Regions from separate parts of the Rattus norvegicus genome. Here region 1 is linked to region 2. A link is a contact called in public Hi-C data. All regions are on one chromosome and are shown on one strand. The core of a region is the stretch at or near the end of the contact, and the rest is flanking DNA. Distances in the headings are between cores, read along the strand shown. Region 1 holds the start of Trmt10a (tRNA methyltransferase 10A). Region 2 holds the start of Lamtor3 (late endosomal/lysosomal adaptor, MAPK and MTOR activator 3).

Evidence for each region. A called contact is a pair of places that touch in the nucleus more often than the background predicts.
Region 1: a Hi-C map of prefrontal cortex shows a contact between it and region 2, with 6 times the contacts expected there. The contact joins the promoter of Trmt10a here to the promoter of Lamtor3 in region 2. A contact is called at or near these places in 8 of 12 Hi-C or Micro-C datasets (the A7r5 cell line, frontal cortex, kidney and 4 more) and 1 of 1 datasets of contacts at active chromatin or transcription factors (oligodendrocytes).

Annotation. Positions count from the first base shown.
Region 1 is chr2:229,339,068-229,345,330 of GRCr8, forward strand. It overlaps Trmt10a (tRNA methyltransferase 10A), which reads left to right and starts at 3,786. Exons shown (of 8, transcript NM_001044232.1): 1 at 3,786-3,904.
Region 2 is chr2:229,081,796-229,087,890 of GRCr8, forward strand. It overlaps Lamtor3 (late endosomal/lysosomal adaptor, MAPK and MTOR activator 3), which reads left to right and starts at 3,095. Exons shown (of 7, transcript NM_001008375.1): 1 at 3,095-3,175; 2 at 3,393-3,438; 3 at 4,504-4,538. The coding sequence starts at 3,430.

The DNA of each region.
Region 1 (6,263 bases), core at 2,536-5,035, 260 kb after region 2:
CCATTTGTGAAATGCTTGAGCCTGTGAAGGGGCTGATCCTACAGATCCAAGGCTGCAGGATCTCCGTAACACAGGGTAACCACAGCCATCCTAGAGAAGTCCCAGTGAGGATTCAGTATTGACAGTGTACCAGAAGCCAGAGGCCTCGAACCAGAACAATGGCTCATCGCAATGAACATTTGCAAGTAAAGACGTATGAACAAGTGGCCGTACTGTGTTACACACTACAGCTTCCATGACAAGATATTTTGTTGTTCTTTTCATCTTTTTTTTTTTTGTTTTGGTTTAATCTTGTTTTGGTTTGGTTTGGTTTGGTTTTGGTTTTACTTTTTATTTTCTTTTGGGATGGGGGTTTTCAAGAGTGGTGTGCAGTACAAAGGGGTGGAGAGATGAGTGGGATTGGGGTTGCCTGGTGTGAGATTCACGAAGAATCAATAAAAACTGTAAAAAAGTATTTACTGTGGGTGAGCTTATGCCACGGTGCTTTTGAGGAGTTCAGAGGGTAACTCTCAGAAGTCAAGCACTCTCCTTCCACCTTAAGGGTCCTGGAGATTGAACTTAGGCCCTCAGACTTGGCAGCAAGCACTGTTACCCACTAAGCCATCTTGCTGGCTAGGTATTATCTGTAATTTTAAGAGGAGGATAAAACTGCTTTTCTACTTTCAAGACGACAAATACCTTTTCTGTCACTATCACAAAATGGCATACATGCACTGGGGTCACAACCTTCATGCCTGCCCTTCATTCTTGCATCTGGACTTCTTTCCCCCTCTTTCTGTTTACTCATGTTACTACACACACACACACACACACACACACACACACACACACACACACAAGACTACTCAGACTTAAAATCATAAGCAGATTGGCAAAAATGGAGCTCCTGGTGCCCGAGCAATGCTCACAATCACACTTACTACCAAGTGTTGTGTCCTAAAACTCTCTTCTGTCAGTAGCCCTCTTCCTACGCTACAGTCTGCAGTCCGACCTAACAAACTGGCTGACAGCTCTCTGAGACTGGTACACAGATATGATTTACTTGGGGTGTCCATTATTTATTTGTGGTTAAGTTGCATAAACCTTATTTTTTTCTATAAATGCCATTGCATACATTTAAGGCCTACGACAAGGCCCTGTGAGCTACATTTGACTAGTAGCTATGGTGAGGCCACTTAACACCTCTGTCACTCACAGTTAGCCAACTACTGTTGTTTCCTTTGTGATGAAATCAACTTGAGCCTATTTCATTAGTATGAAAATAATACAGGGTTCATAGGTTATACATTTACTCTCCAGACGTGGGTCACTTTCATTCATATCTTCCTCAACCTCCCCTGAGCTTCCTCTTCTGCTAACTGCTGCTTTATCCTCTATTTCAGTGTATTTGAAGATTATTTCCCACACATAAGTGCAAACCCAAAACTGTATCTGTGTCCAGCTTATTTCACAGCACAATGTCTTCTACCTCCATTCATACTTAGGCAAGTGCCAAGATCCCATTTTTTTTCCTCCAGGGCTAGCAGCTCATTTTATATTTAATGGTTTCTTAGTTCGTTCATTTGCTGGCACTGACAGATACTAGTCTTCCTATCTTGGTGATGGGGGATGGAATGCTTACCTGGAACCCAGCAGTGCAAATATATCCGAGGCGGTGACATCATTTTCTCAGACTTATGTATATAGTTCTATTTTCAACTTCTCTAGAATCCCCTGTATTATTTTCTAGAATGGGTCCTCGATGTTTTTAAAAAGCAAAGCAATGTCAATACCAACAAACCAGATTTCATACAAATTCTATTTCTGACTGCTCTTTCAAAACATAAGCCCTGCTGTCATGCGGCCAGATTGCCACTTGGAGCTTGTACTTAGAAAGGAGCGCCCTCCCCGCCCTCCTTGCCCTCCCCACCCTCCCTGCAGATAGATAGCCTCTCTCCTTTGCTGTATTCCTTGATCTTACAAATATTAAAGGCTTGTGCCCACAGAAGCCTCTTATATTCGTTAAAAGGACAAACATGAACTATTGATTTTAAAGCCTGCTTCTATTTAGATGCCTGCAGATTCCCCAGCCTCCATATATATTCAAATCCAAACTTGCTATGTTTGCCTAAAATACAGCTTCCTTCTAGTATTCTCTAAGCTGCCCAATATTAATAGGATTGTATTTCTACCACTGTTTAAATTAGAAACATCTTTAGAGCTATTTTCCTCATCCTACCCATTGCTCTTCAGTCGCTGTGTAAAACCTTCACACTTTGCTTTTTTGCTTTTACTGTCCCCAGCTTTTACATTCTTTTTATTTATTTAAAGACTATATACTTTCCAATGTGGAGCAAAATTGCAAAATCTCTGAAACTACATGCTCAAGAAATATTCATTTCTTCCTTTTTATCTATAGGCATCTTAAATATGTATTCACCTCTGGATCCCCTATTTCTTTGATGGATATAATCATCTAGTCATTGTTGTATAAAATTCTAAGTCAACCACAATGGTGCATGGGTCAAATGTGCTAAACAAGCATGAGTTTTATAAATCACAAGACTTTACCTTAAACTCTTTATGCTTCAGTCTTTGGCTAAACTGCAGTTTTTACTGTTTTTTTTTTTTTTTCATACTTTGGATTGATTCTGCAACCACGAGAACAAATAACCAAGACAAATTTGGTGACATTATTTAAAGGAGGATTTTCTTATAACTTAAAAACTCCTTTAAATATCCAGGATACTAGGCATCACCTCTGAAATTGTATCATTATTTATAAGACAGATCCCATAGGGGCAACCCAACAGCTGCTGAAAGATTCGGAGCACCACTCTGCCAGCCTGAATTTAATGACCTACATGTGAAGGGCTCCATATCCAATTACTAATCCTCCCTCAGCTACGGAGGCAGCTGAAAAAAGATGCCCTACAAACAGACCATAAATGGGTCCAGATTTTACTGCCAATGTTCCGTTAACAGAAGTCTCTTACATTGAGAGATCCACAAGAGAATCCTGGATCACATTTTTCCAAATAAAAAACGGAGAGTTTAAAAGAGAAAGAGCCTTTCCCCCAACTAAATCCAGAGACGTTTCAGTTTATTTAAGAGCCTGTAACATGTTCAAAGGTCAAGCAAGAAGAAAAAATCTATATTGTGGGTCTCTTTATCTTCAAATTCTACTACTAGTCAATCAGAAAGGCCAAATTAAAACAAAATAAAACAAAAAGACCAACCTACCCAATTGTTTTTCCCACCGCCTCGGTTGACTTGGTCTATATTTAGCAAGATTATATAAGGTCAAGTATTTACAAACGATGAAATATCACTAGTGTTTTGCAAAATAGCATGGGAAAAACATCAAAGAATGGAATGTAAAGTACACGTTTTACTAAGGACATAGGAAACTTTAAAATTCCCAATTTCAATGAATTTTTATTATTTCAGTTTACATTTTCTTCACCTATGAAAGACCATGTGATATTGGTTAACTTTTTCCTACACAAATTAGAATTTGGGCAATACTAGATCCTTTCAACACAGAAAAAACAAGGGCATTTCGTCTGTTTCGCATTTCAATTTCTTTAAGTGGGGCTATCTTCGCCTCGAGACCGGAGCTTACACATGAATAAATGCCTGTAGGTAGAAATACAAACGCTGGACAGGGAAAAACACCTCGTGGTAGCCACTAACCACTCCTGAAAAAACCCAGTTCCTGACCCCGCCCCGTACAGGCCCCTCCCCTTTCTCTAGGTTGGAGTTAGCGCAGTTCGATGACGCAAGTGCCGTAAGCAGACGTGCAACCACCGCCTCTGCCTCTGGGAGTTGAAGTTTCTGAAGGAGGACTAACGCGTGGAGCCGAGAGCATTTCAGAAAGGCTTTCTGACCGCATCCCTGCTTTCCCCATCGTCCCCACGGCTTGGTAAATATGGCACTGCGGCTGTTGCGCCCCTGCTCTTTAGTATTCTTTCGGATGCCAAAGGAGCGTGAACTATCCTATCCTCCGCTGCAATCAGGGCTTCCGGAGTAGAGGGCAAGGGCCTGGGAAGTAGTTGCGGGTTCGCGGAGGAAGTGGCGTCGGGTGGCGCGTTCGCCACCCCCCGCCCTTCGGCCCCTCACGTGACATCTTCCCGCATCGTGATTGGTCAGCTGCGGTTCGTTAGCGGGCGCAGGGCCCGTTCGGGGCGTGCGCGCCCGGCCTGCGTCTGCGCGTGCTCGTGACCCGCTGTCGTGCTGGCTGCTCGGGGTTTCTGTTGTTCGTGGGAATCCTGCCGGAAGTGTGGCAGAAAGGGCAATGTGGAGGCTGAGGGTGGCTTGTCGCAATGCTGCGTTATGCTTAGAGGACAGGCGAGGCGTTTTCCCTGCCTTTCCTCTTTCCTCTCCCCTGGCGGTCGGATGTAGGGAGCCGAGGGGCGGTTGCTGCAGATGCGGCCCAGCCTCGTGGTGAGCTGAGGATGAGTTTAAGATGGAGGTGTTACCGGTTGTCACTGAAATACTTTGTGTTTAAAATGTGGCTATGTGTCCAGAGGTGTAACATTATTCACATTGAAAGAAAGGCTGTCCTGTGATTCCTTCCCAAGCCAGAATTCCGGCCAAAGGGACTTAACAACTGAACAAAGGGCTATTGCTACTGCGATACTGACCAACACGCTAAATAATAAAATGATACAGAAATACACTGGTGCCGGCATGTGTTGATTCTAGTAACTACGGAAAAGAAAGCTTTAAAACTACGAGGGCTGTTTTAGCCAGTTTGATAGCAGCCCTGGTTTGTTTGGTTTGTTTTGTTTTGTTTTTTTTTGTCTTTGGCATTAGGTGACGTATGCTCGCCCCACACCAGATAGTCTTTGTCGGCATTATTCAATTTTGAGTTGTGTAATTCCATCTGATAACCTATATCCAAGAATTAACCATCCACGGTTTAAGATGTGCTAAAGTAAAAGTCTCACACTTACGTTCTATCTTTCTGTAAAATGTTCTTTAATACTTGTTAAACTTGGATTAGTGAATGAAAATGTGCTGCGAGCATCCCTGCTGGTCAGGGAGGAGCCCCAGACTCGCTACCATAGAGATTTATGTCGTGACCCAAACTAAAACCAAGTGCGTTCACAAGTGCCATGTTTTACATAGTTGTATCAAATTCGTACACTGTATTTATTATGTAGTAGACAGTCGGAGCGGAAGCAATCTTGGTAAAGTCTAGCCAAAATAAGACACCCAGCTACTATTTTATCTGCATTCATATATTTTATAAAACGAAACATATTTCATGTGTTGTTCAGTAGTATAGCTTATTTAATTAAAGCTTAGGAAACTCACCCAGCACAGTGCTTCGAGAATTGATAAAATACATTAATGTTTAGACTGGCTTATGATAGGCTGCTCAGAAATGTTTCTGTTCTCTGATAGGTCAGGTTAAATTTAACTTGAGACATTTTAGATGTGAAAGGCAAAGGCTCCCCCTGGTGTAAGAGAGCTATAAAGCATGGCTTTTGTAATTCTCACAGTATAGCTAGCTCAGCACTTCAGAATTTTAAACATAGAGAACTATTGAAAACTATTGCCACAGATAAACAGAAATGTGCTCTCTTGAATATTTGTCTCAGAAAATGCTTTCCTGTTAATTTCAGTTTTGCTTTTAAGTTTGCATGTTTGATGGGAATTGTTTTATCCACCGTCCGTGGCTTTGGATATATACATTTTAAAGTTTTATTTAATGCCTTTAGAGTCATCTGTCAGCAGTGTACAGTCTGCACTATCCCTTCAGAATCCCCCACTCTCAAGGTGTTAGGTTACTGGGAAGTGTTGCTCTTGGAGCTGGGTTTGAGTCATATTGCCATAATTTCATTCATCTCTTTATTCTACCAACTATTTTGAGTATATTCTCCCTGTAGATTTGTTTGAGATACCTTGTTTCTTAGGAATTACTGGAGACGGGAGGAGTTAGTAGCTTTGCTATAATTATCCTCATTTAAAAAAAAAACCCTTTGAAATACCATATCTACTCACTTATCCGGTCAGTTTGAAGTAAGAGTCAACTTCGTCTCAAGTAACGTGACACTGCACTTTCAGAGAAAGTGAGATGCACATAGTAAAACTACTGCTTAAGTTCTGTAAATGTGTTGTCCTTATTATTACGTCCTGAAGAGTAATTGTTTCATTGTTTGTTTTTGTGTGGCTTAGATTAACTAGCTACCTCTGTAAGAAGAATCTCAGAACATTTCTTAAGGCCCTACGATGCTTAGTACATCATGCTTAGTCTGAGGCAGGGACAAAAAGGC
Region 2 (6,095 bases), core at 1,845-4,344:
AGCACGTAACCGCGGTTTTGTAAATGCCCTCTGTGTAACTTTTTCCTATCACATGGTTCTTTTTCCATTCATTTGATCTTCTGCTGGTGTAGGGGCCAATAGATTTGTGAATATTCTGTGGATGTGTCCATGTATAAGTGTATATATATAAATGTATATATAATTTTTTCCAGCTAATACCTCAGATATGTGATTGTTTAATAAGTACCATACTGTTTGCACAGAGCAGGGCTTCCATTGGTGGGTTCTTATTTTAAAAATTGACCATTAGTCAGTAGAATTTCGTCACTGTGAAATATTTTCAGTTGATCTCCATGTTTTAATTCAGATTCCTATCATGAGGCCCGCGCGTCATATAAAATTGTATCTCTCTGAGCCTGGTAACCCAGAAGTGGTTCTTGAAATATCCTGGTTTAAATTATTAAAACTCGGGGTGACTGGTTACTGTGCTGTCTAATAACTGCACAGAGGCAACAGGCACCTGATGCAAGTGCTGGCAAGTCTTGCTGGTTTCTCTGTAAGGTCATGCTTAGCCTTTCAACAGGACTGTGACATAGGGAGGTGCTTTTGAGGGACACTGTAGCACTTTTACCAGGTCCTTCCAAACGAATCGTTTTTGACTTGGGTGACTACAGTACGACAGAAACAGTTGGTATCTGTAATTTATTTGTATTAAAAAGTGCTTCATATTTTCTTTACTTCTGGTCATCAGATTGCTATGTGAGACTTTTCATTTCAATTTTTAGGGTGTTTGTTTTTAAGCTGCAGGTAATTTCCAAGGTGTGATATGGGTTTTCAAGATTTGGTGAGATTTTAATGGAAGCCTTGTGTACACAAAATGAAGTGCTATTGGTAAAGGAGATTTCCCTAGTGCATTCAAGACCACATAATTAGGTTTAAAAATGGAAGGTCTGATTTGTAAAAATTTAATGTTATATCAAACTTATATAAGGTTTCGTGTGAGAACTCTTAAGCCACTTTTGATTTTTAATGAATGTTCTAATGAATGATTTACAAATTTTTGTCTTTCAGTCTCTGTAATTTATCTCAACATATGAATAAAAAGAAGGGATGTTCTCACCATAAAAAGGCTTGTTTTCATTATAGTACATCCTTCAATTTTTTTCTTTTCCTTTTCTCCTCCTCCTCTTCTTCCTCTTCTTCCTCCTCTTCTTCCTCTTCCTCCTCTTCCTCCTCCTCCTCTCCTTCTTTTGAGACAAGAATCTCACTATGTAGCTCTCACTATCCTGGAACTCACTATGTAGACCAGGATAGCCTCCAACTCAGAGATCAGCCTGCATCTGCCTCCCAAGGCATGCACCACCATGCCCAGCATATTATCCTCTTGAAATGCTCATTCATTCATTCATTCATTCAAAAAAATGTATGAATCCCTCCTGTGTCCCCAGTAATGAACTAGGAGCTGGGAATTATTCACGAATTAAGACCAAGGGTAAATTTAATCAAGAGAACATTATTGTCCAGGAAATGAATGTTTTAATTTTGATAAACATGAGAGGATCACAAACTACCCATTTATCTATTGATATCTATCTTTAACATTTACCTATTAATACTTATCTATTTATTAACATTTATCTATTTATCTATTAACAGTTATCTAGAGTACCTTCACTATTCTGGAAACATCTAGGAAGACTTCACGGAGAAACTAAACTTAAGCTAAAATCCAAAGGATGAAATAAGAGTGGGGCTGAGACACTAGAGGACAACTTCATGCAGTGTGGGACAATCGATGTTATCGAAAACACGCTGACTCACACGGCTGAGCTGGCCTGTACGAGATCAAGGCAGCCAATATTCTAGCATGTAGTGGGAATGGTTCATGGGCCTACCTATAATGAGGAGCTGTGGACAATTGACGGCTTCTGAGAGAGGGACTGTCAGTGTTCTTTAAGGGTGGCCCCTGGTAGGTTGACCATGACCTATTGGATAGTCCCACAGGCCCAGGAGTAGTTAGATGATCAGCACAAACTGGACTTGATGGGTTATTGGGATGGGTTATGGGGGTGAACCCAAAGTTTGGAGGGTACAAATATGGGGGTGAACCTGGGAGGAGTTAGGGCAGGGGTAAATATGATCAAAATATATTTCATGAAATTCTCAAAGAATAAAAGTGTTAAAACTTTATGGGAATGAAAAGAAACTTGTGTAATGATTTAGTAGAGGAATTCCCAAGTATGGGCTCCCATACAGCTGACATTTTCTTTAATGGTACACACAAGGTAAGAGCTAATCTGCAGCAAAACCACCATCTTCAATCCCCCCCCCCCCCCGAGCTCACGCAGCCACTGGGGAATATTTAGATCCCAGATGATTTTCGTTTGTCCTGGGGGTTTTCTACAGGAGTCTCCTAAGCGGACTACTGTGCCGCCCTCTACCACAAAGAATGTTCGTGGTGTCACAAAGTGTCAGTGGTGGGAAACACCAGGCCAAAGCAAGTGGAGAAGCCTTCCTTTTGCTAAGCATTCTTGCCTTCCCCTTACAGTAGGCTTTCTTGAATGTACAAACATCAACAAAAGATATAGACAGTTTTTTACAAAGCTACAACAAAAGCAGGTCCTAGAGCCAAAGCAGGCAGCCCAGTGCATGCATGTTCAAAACAGACTTGACAAACGAGCCCATAGGTCCATGGCTCCTGCACTTCTAGGTAAAAACTGTAAGAAAAGAGCATGTAGGGTAGCACCCTCAGGAAACTGACTTGTAGGTTGGGTCATCTAGGGATCTGGGCCTTCTAAGTAGGCTTTTCAGTTCGTGCTTCTCAAAGGTCTTCATTCACAAAAAGATTTACATAATGGGTCTGGGAAAGGTGTATGCATACTCCGCACAGGACCGTCTTCCTTTGTAGGTGTGTTCAGTAGAAATTAAGGCGCAGGGACCTCAGACGCTTGATTAGCGGCTTCGGGTGCAGGGCGCAGCGCGCAGGCGCAGGAAAACTCCGAAGGGGCGGGGGGGGGCGGAGCTGCCGCGCGCGCAGTTTCCGCTGGGTCTCCCCGGAAGTTCCGAATCACCAGTACTGGAGGGTGCAGCAAGTGCTTCCTGGATCGCCACGGAGGTCACGAGTAATGTGACAGCGACTTGACAGGCAGCTTCAGAGAAGCGACTGAACTGCGGGAACACCGGGGCAGGTGGAGCGCGCGTTGCGTCTGCAGAGGTCGCCCCTTCTCTCAGCTCCGGGACAGGGTGGGTGGGGAGAGGTGGGCCGTCCGGGCTGGCCACCGGGCAGGGTCCTGGGGACCTCCCCACCCCCTTGACGGAGATCCAGAACTCTCGCTTGGCCCTGGCGAGGGTGGACCTCGTGATGCTGGCTGGGGCTGGGGAGGGTGAATAACCCCCAGGTGCGGGGGGAGTCACGGAAGTTTTCCTTCCAGGAGTGGAGACTGATTCTGCGAGAGAAAGGGGTTCATCATGGCGGATGTGAGTTGACACCCCTTCCCAAGAAAAATGGGGATGTGGGAGGTTTGCATGAGGCTTCTGAGAGGAAGCTAGAATTTTGTTCCGTCCTTAGCCTCTCCCCTCTTCCCGGATCCGGATCCGTAGTAAGGACTTGCAGGGACCTTAGTTTCTATCAGGAACGGTTGTGGTGGGGCACTCTTAACCCGAGAGAACTGTACTCTTCCCACCTCCTAATCCTATTGGAGCATACATGAACTCTGTGTGGGTAACTTCGGAAATTCTAAAGGATGACTGACTGCCCTTCCAGTCAGTACCTGATCCAGAGGACAGTGCTCTGAATACTTTCCTACCAAATAAATGCTTAGTGTCTCATTAGACTCAGCATTGCAATCTAAAAGGATTTCTAAAGGGTGCCCCTTTCGCAACCTGTATTCCGTTTCTGTGTGTCTGTTTAAGACGAGAGCAAAAGTTCATGGTGGTAACATGGGAGAGGATACTCATTTAGGTTTGTAGATAAAGGTTCAAAACAGGACACATTTAGACTGGAGGTCATAGTTATGCTTGTTGGCCAGGAATATTTCTAGATGCATGTATAATGAGAGAAGGTGGCTTTCTGTTCTCTTAGTCCTTACCACGTTCTCTGATAAATCTCCACATTGTCATTATCTTTGTCAAGAAACTGGATATTAAAGTAGTTTATCTGAATTAGGATCATTAAAAACAATCGTGGAAGATCAGTACGGACATAGGAAGAGATTTATAGACTATTCCTAAGGGGACACAGTAGCATCAGGATGTAAATTATTAAGAAACACATGGTCTCATTTTATAGTAAATAATGTATTTGTGTTTCCCAATTCCAAGTACACCAACATATATACCTTATGAAATTTGATTATCCCTGTATACATGTAAGGAAACATACAATGGATCTGAGGCCTGGAAAAAGGTTAATTAACTTCTCCCAAGTTATACAAGTAAAAGATGAAATGCCAGTTACAAATGATGACCTCATGTCCTTTGGGGTATGGACAGGGCTAGAAAAGCACACAGTAATATGATCTTTAAAAAATTATTCTCTTTCAGGATCTAAAGCGATTCCTATACAAAAAGTTGCCAAGGTAAGAAATTACTAATTTGTTGCTGAATAAATTCTGCGCAACATGTTAATCTTACAAAGTGTTTTGTTTCTCCTTTTTAAATTAATATTTTATAATTGTCATGGTAATTATTTGCCACGTTTTAATACAAACTAACCCCAAGTATCGTAAGTAATGACTAGTTTCTAGATAGATAACTCGAAGCCCAGGCTGTTAAATGACTTGTGTATGGTTCAACAGCAGATAGGTACTAGGGACAGAACTTAGATTTCTTGCCACTTTGAATTATTTTTAAACACACTATCATTGGTGTTTATTAGATTATTTTTTAAAGTTCTTAAGTAAATTTAAGAAAAAAAGCTTAAGACTTGCCATTATTTTCAAGTCTATTTTACTATTGGGACCTAATTGCTGGTCAACATAATCCAAAAATAGTTGGCTCAGAAAACAGTTCCCTACCTGTTTTTAGGTGCCGTTCTTACAAAGGCCTTAACAGGTGGTAACGTTAGCAGATTGCTTTTACGTATTTTACTGATCCAAAGGACTTTCTCACTTGAACTCATTGAAGCTCATTCTTAGTTTAATGTGAAAACAAAAAACAAAAAAAAAAAAAAACGATGTCTTTGTTGACAAGCACGTCTTTTGTCTACATCCACATCTTTCTACAAATAACTCAGAACTCGTAATCATTAAGGATGAGCAAGGAAGGTAGGGAAGAATGCCCGAGTCTTTGTTTTCACATTCCAGAACAAAGCAGCAGATTGGATTGAACAACCTTTGAGGTCATCAAGCAGAATATTCTATGAATATTTTTCTATTTGTGGAATAATATAAAAGTTATTTATATTATTTTGTCTAATCTTCCGAGTCTAAAGTTATAAGCGCTTGTGTGCAGATATCAGTTTACCTCTGTAGGTTGAAAAAATTAACACTGGTTTCAAGTTGCTTGAATTGTTGGATGTATGGCTTTTGCTTTGATTGTAGATCAGTGGAAATTAATAAGTGTGTTCTGGTTGTGATCTATATGGTGTATATAGAAAACACCATTGGCATGTTAAGTGAGACAGTGATAATTATCGATTTTATGTTAATGAAATCTTTAATTAATTTAAATTAATGTAATTAAATTTAATTTTAATTCTTTTTCTCATAATAAAATGGCAAATTATAGAGACCAGCTGCTGGTTCTGTTTTCACACAAATGGCCAACATGACAGGCAGTGACAGCTTTGCATGCTAACTAATGAATGGCAATAGAAACAGTGGTACAGGCTAAAACCATGCAGGAGAGGGTTAGTAACTAGTGGGGGAAATAATACTTGTTTTTCTGACCTTATAACATTTCAAAACATTAAAACTTTTCTCGTTATTGATTACTAATGCTTGGGGGACTGCAGGCTGCCCTCGTGTGCTCTCTAAAGCCATGATAAAACACTGACGGAAAGCAACATGAGGAGAAAGAGTATTGAATCTTACAGATTACAGTTTATCGCGGAAGGACAGGGCAGGATCTGAAGCAGAAGCCACGGAGGAATGCTGCCTGCTGGCTGCCTCCACATGGCCTGCTCAGTGTGTTTT